Regions from separate parts of the Rattus norvegicus genome. Here region 1 is linked to region 2. Evidence: chromatin contacts called from public Hi-C data. All regions are on one chromosome and are shown on one strand. The core of a region is the stretch at or near the end of the contact, and the rest is flanking DNA. Distances in the headings are between cores, read along the strand shown. Region 1 has its middle 14 kb from the start of Ccdc184. Region 2 overlaps LOC120093732 (a long non-coding RNA gene).

What was found. A called contact is a pair of places that touch in the nucleus more often than the background predicts.
Region 1: a contact with region 2 is called in a Hi-C map of Schwann cells, with 2.4 times the contacts expected there. The contact joins two enhancer-like sites. A contact is called at or near these places in 2 of 12 Hi-C or Micro-C datasets (Schwann cells and psoas muscle).

What each region holds. Positions count from the first base shown.
Region 1 is chr7:131,191,790-131,194,489 of GRCr8, reverse strand. No RefSeq gene overlaps it. Among named protein-coding and RNA genes, the nearest start is that of Ccdc184, 14 kb to the right of the region's middle. Within about 2 kb of position 1,344, at least 82 of the 93 cell types and tissues checked have an H3K27ac peak or open chromatin away from gene starts, as enhancers often do. A contact at or near this core is called in Schwann cells, where this site is marked.
Region 2 is chr7:131,156,659-131,159,465 of GRCr8, reverse strand. LOC120093732 (a long non-coding RNA gene) reads right to left here. Exons shown (of 2, transcript XR_005487407.2): 2 at 1-261. It also overlaps a transcript of Asb8 not described here. Among named protein-coding and RNA genes, the nearest start is that of Asb8, 10 kb to the right of the region's middle. Within about 2 kb of position 1,310, at least 4 of the 93 cell types and tissues checked have an H3K27ac peak or open chromatin away from gene starts, as enhancers often do. A contact at or near this core is called in Schwann cells, where this site is marked.

The DNA.
Region 1 (2,700 bases), core at 95-2,594, 35 kb before region 2:
CTCAAGGTTATTAAGTACTTTGGTCCTAAAACCTTTACAGTTGAATTCCACGATAGTAGGATCATTATGGGATACTATCGTGCACTATTTGATATCAAAAGCAGAAGTTTCTAGAAGTTGTTTTTCTTTTCAAATTACACAGCATTTAAAGGGCGTAGCTACCGTTCTCACTCAGGTGCCCTGTCCCCACAACTTAGGCCCCTCCTCCTCTGGGATGACCCTGTTATTATCCTCTGGACCTCTTCCTCCGCAGCTGTGATTACCTAAAGGTGATTGAGCACACCATTGACTAGTCACTGAAGGGGAAGGGGAGGGACTTATGAGACTTCTCCTCTTCCTAAAGACACCTAGCTAGTTAATAGAGGGAGCAGAACTGGGGATATCCAGGGTCAAGGATTTCAAGGAGAGCAATATTTTCTTTAACAGCATACCTGCCCCTGGGTAGTCAGTACCCCTGAGACTGACGTCAAATAAACTCATTGGTTCACCAGCTACACTGGGGTGGAACTTTGTTACTGTCCTTAGCTCACCTCTGGAGGTCCGGAAGAATGCCAAGGAGGTGATGTTAGCTAAACCATGAAGAATACGGAGAAGCGGTTAGGTGCAGATCGGGAAGGGATACTGGCTATTAGGACTAAAATTCCAACACCCGCCCCCCCCCCCAGTTGATTTCTTGCAGATTTGCGTTCAACGAGCATGTCAGAAGGTGAGTTGGGGCCAGGAATTACTAAGAAATCTGACCTGGGGTGACCTGGAACTGTCAAGCCTCCCAAGAGGAACAGGTCACAAGAAAGGCTCACAAGGAAAACTACTGCCGGCGCCAGATCTTCCCGGAAGGGAAGAGCTGCAGGGTTCACAAAAAGCCAGACAACTACTTAAGAAGGGCTCTGGAGAGGCTGGGGTCTGACTGGATTCAAGAAGACAAGATGACTAGGTGGGCCTGAAGCAGCGGCTCTTAACTTGTGGGTCTCGACTCCTTTGGGTTTCTTATCAGATATCCTGCATATCAGATATTTACATTACTATTTATAACAGTAGCAAAACTTGTTATGAAGTAGCAACAAAAATGATTTTATGGTTGGCGGCTTCACCAAACATTAGGAACTGTATTAAAGGGTCGCAGCATTCGGAAGGTTGAGAACCACTGCATTAGAGTTAGCTCAGCCCGCTAGAAACAGGAAGGGAACCCAGAAGTTCTGAGGTTCTTCCCCGAGGTCCTCACATCTCCCTGCACAGCTCCACCTGGTGGCAGCACCCGAGGATGCAGCACGCCTTGACCTGATTAGAACCAGGCGGAACCTGCCACCAATCAGCCTTCCTCAGCCTCTCGGCGCGCCCTGTGCAACCAATGAGAGGCGTCTCCTTGGCCAACCCTCCCGCGCCGGATCCAGATTTGTCCACCTCTGAGAAACAAGGTCTATTTCGGGATGACTGCAGCGGCCTTGGTGGGCAGCTGCAGGATGCAGCCCAGGAGCTCAGGGCGTGGGATACCCATCCAACCGCGTACCCTCCCCTTTGGCGGAGGCTGGGGTGTGGGCGGAGCATAGCCGGAGAGCCCTCTACCAATCACGTTAAGGCTCGGTAGCTGCCAGTCCAGTCTGAGGATGCGGAGCCTGAATCTCTCCAAGCGATAGCTCCATTTTTAGCGAATTGTGTAATGCTGGGCTGCTCTTCCCGCCCGTAAACAACTGCAGTGTCCTCAGCCGCCTTATCGCTCCCTTTCAGTTAACAACTCGAGAAGACCCTCTTGCCACGTACGTGGAGTCCCTGGGACCTCTGAGTTCCCACGATGTGTGTCTTATCTCTGTACGCCCTCGTTATTTTTGAGTGATTTACTTTTCTCTTTACCCAACTAGTATATGTTCAACCCTTGGCGCGAGTGCTTTGACCGTACGTGTTGTGATGGTATTCCTTGCAAAATCAAGCAAAAAAAAAAAAAAAAAAAAAAAGCAAAGCTTCTCCAACAGGACAGGAGAGGGAGTATTTATAGAGTCCTCACCCCACAAGTCCCCGAGTCTTGTGAAACAGTTTAGCATACGGAAATAGAGCGTATGCGGGTCACGAAAATTAAACGCTAACTCTAAAAATTTGTATCACTAAATCTAAAGACCTAGATGTCTTCTGTCTGACTCATCAACTCCTCGTCCTTGCTATCCATCTCAGGGCGTGGAAGACTGACCTGCATAAACTGCTCTCGTTCTTCCATCCGGTTCGATCCAAGAATGGCAAGGTGGAGCCCGAGGTTGGATATCTAGTCCCCCCCATCCCACCCCACCCCACCCCACCCTACCTTATCCGCTTTCTTTTTAGGGGGGGTCCCTATTTTTACTATCTCCTCCAGGTTCTGTCTCCACTATTTGGAACAGAGCTCTCTGCTTCTAGATATTTTTTGTGTGATTTTTCTACAGCCCACCCACACCTGGGTCTTGAAAAATAACTCCTCATTAAATTCTATTCAAATTATCCTACCCTAATACAAGACCGGCCTCCCTTACTGGGGAGCAGAAACCATCACCTCACATAGGAACATCTGAAAGGGATGACGGGGTCCCCGGAGATAGGCGAATCTGAACATGACGCTCACTTGGCGAACCTATGAGGCATAGATACTTTGGAGTGCGTCTGTTACGCTGCACAGCCTACCTTTCAAGAACTCTTCCCCCACAGGGGTACCACACATCTCTTCTCTGTACTTATTTG
Region 2 (2,807 bases), core at 61-2,560:
CCCAGCTTCATGAGAACAGACAGGAAAGGGAGACCAGTTAAGAGCAACACAGAGTGAGTTAGGAGGGGAGGGTGGTTCAGTGAGTGTCCCTCAGTGCAGTTCAGGCAATGCAGCGGAGTTCAGTTGAGTTCAGTTCAGTGCGGTTCGATGCAGTTCAGTTAAATGCAGTTGGGTTCAGTTCCATTCAGTTCGTGTAGTCAGTGAAGTTAAGTTTGCAGAATTCAGAGGCAGTTTTTCCAAGCAGGGCAATTCATCGAGAAGCTGAGAACAGACAGTTAGAACCAGTCAACTTGGAGAGAACTTTGACTCAGAACAGCAGAATTGAACCATACATTCAGACTCCAGAAAGAACTAGAAAGGGTGAACTTATTCTGCAGTGAGCCTCTGAGACGACAATTACATCTGGTGGATAAAAGTTACATTTACACTCGGCCTTCCGCCCTGAATGATGTCCTTGTTGAATAGTCCTATTCTTCTTCAACTTTGTTTCATTTTAGTATGCAATGTAACAAAATATAACCTGATGAATTATTTATAAATAGTCAAAGCTCATTTGTCACAGTAATGGACATTTGAAGGTCACGATCAAGATGCTGATACATGTGAGGTGGGAGCCCGTCTCTCATAGATCACCATTCTTTTACTTTCATCCTTCCTCACAGAAGGAGAATGGATCTCCCTGGGGTCTCTTTTATAAGGGCATTCGCCACATTCACAAGCAATCACCTTCCAGAAGCTCATCTCCCTACACTAAGGGCTAAGGGCTAAGACTTCAGCATACACATTTTGGGAAGACGTACACACTGTACCTTTTCTGTATGGTGTGCATCACTATTGTGACTCTTCGGGTAGTCAGATGGTTTTGTAATACTTGTTTCTCACGTGGAATTGTAATCTCCCTGGAGTCGGGGCTATGTTTATCCTGTTCTTGGCAGAATCATAAGTACCTCTCACAGTTAACAGACATAGTAATAGCATTTAATAAATACATGCTGAAAGGGCTGAGGGCTGGAGAGATGGCTCAGAGGTTGAGCACCGACTGCTCTTCCAGAGGTCCTGAGTTCAAATCCCAGCAACCACCTACCTGGTGGCTCACAAACCATCTGTAATGGGGTCGGGTGTGTCTGAAGACAGCTACAGTGTGCTTATATTAAATAAATAAATAAATCTTTTTTAAAAAGACAAGTTGGGAGGTTAAATGAATGAATCTATAAAAATAAAATCAAGGAATGTATTAATTACTGAACTTTGGGGAAGGAGCCTGAACAAAAAACAAATGCTCTCTTTGTCCTCCAGGGGGAGCCTTATACCTATCAGAAGAGGCAAAGGCCGCGCTGGAGCAGAAAATTCTGAGATGGATCCTAATTTACTTTTCAGGCTCCTAGAACTGCTTCAGGCAATCCCGTCTCTTTACTAAGACATTCCATGTTAGTCTCGACCAGATGTTCTCAATCTGTGGGGTTTGACCCCACGGGGGTCACCCAAGACCAGCAGAGAACACAGATCATGATTTGTAACAGTAGCAAAATTACAAGCTACGACGTAGCAATGAAGTAATTTTACTGTGGTAGGTCACCACAACATAAAGGGCTAGAAGATTAGGAACCACTGGTGTAAAGCAGTCAACCATACCAGCAAGTGGGCATTTCAAGTCTCTTGTTTTCTCTTCCACAGGCAAGAAAAACAAAACAAAACAAACAAACAAAAAAACCCAAACCAACCAAACAAGCAAACTTTTCCTGCAAGAGTTCACCCACTTTGCCAGATGATTAAACTGCAGTGCTTATGTTCTTGGGAAAATGTGGCATATTTTGTTATTTCAATATTAGCATTAGTGTTAATTAAGTTATTACTGTAATTTTTTTCAATATCCCTCAAGCATCCTTTCTCTATGAAGATCCAAGCGTTCTTAAGTTATTTCTGGTAGTGGGAAATATTGGGATTCTATAGGACAAAATGAAGACAGTTTTCATTTAAAAAATAATTCATCAATTTTCCTGAGCCCTGGAGAAAATGAAAAGGAAAGCAAAAAGCTGAAGCATTTGAATGTCGAGGGGGTGTTTGCCTCAGGCGATTTCTGAAAGGCGCCCTTGTTCAACCCTGAGGCGTCTTGGGAGCCACTCCAACTTCACGCCAATACTGCTCTGCTCAGTTGAGCAATTCAGCCTGAGCTCGCATCCTGTCTCCTTCCAACTTTCTCTTGATTCTTGTTCCCAAATCTCCTTTTCCGTTTTTCCCTGATTTGATCCCTGAGCCTCTTTCTTTCTCAGTTCAGAGAAGACTGTCTCCTACCCCTGCCTTTGGGAGGTCATTTCTCCGTAGTTCAGATTACCTGGCGTTTGACCTATTCCTGATGTCTTAGTTGCGGTTGCTATTGCTAATGGACCTTGTAGCCACTAGCTACCTGCGGAAGGTTTGCTTCCCTTAAATATCCTGTGAGGGAAGCCAAGCCTGACAGGAAGCCGGACCTGCCGCAGGGCCGTGGAGGGTGCTGCTTACTGCACCTGATGGCCAGCTTAGCCCGCTTTTGTTTTGTCTTCCCACGTGGCCATATTGTAAGCTCGTGTTTACTTTTATTCCTGGAGAATAGATTTTTTTCATACAATGTATTTTAGTTTCCCCTCTCCCAACTTCTCCCAGATCCTGTCAACCACCCAACTGTCTCAGAGAACAAACTGAAATATGTAATAATGAATAATAACAATAAAAAATATGATTACAAAGAACAAACCTGAATAGGACAAAAACAACAGAAAAAAAAAAAAGAGCCGAAGAAAAAACATAAGAAATACATAGAAGGGGTTGGG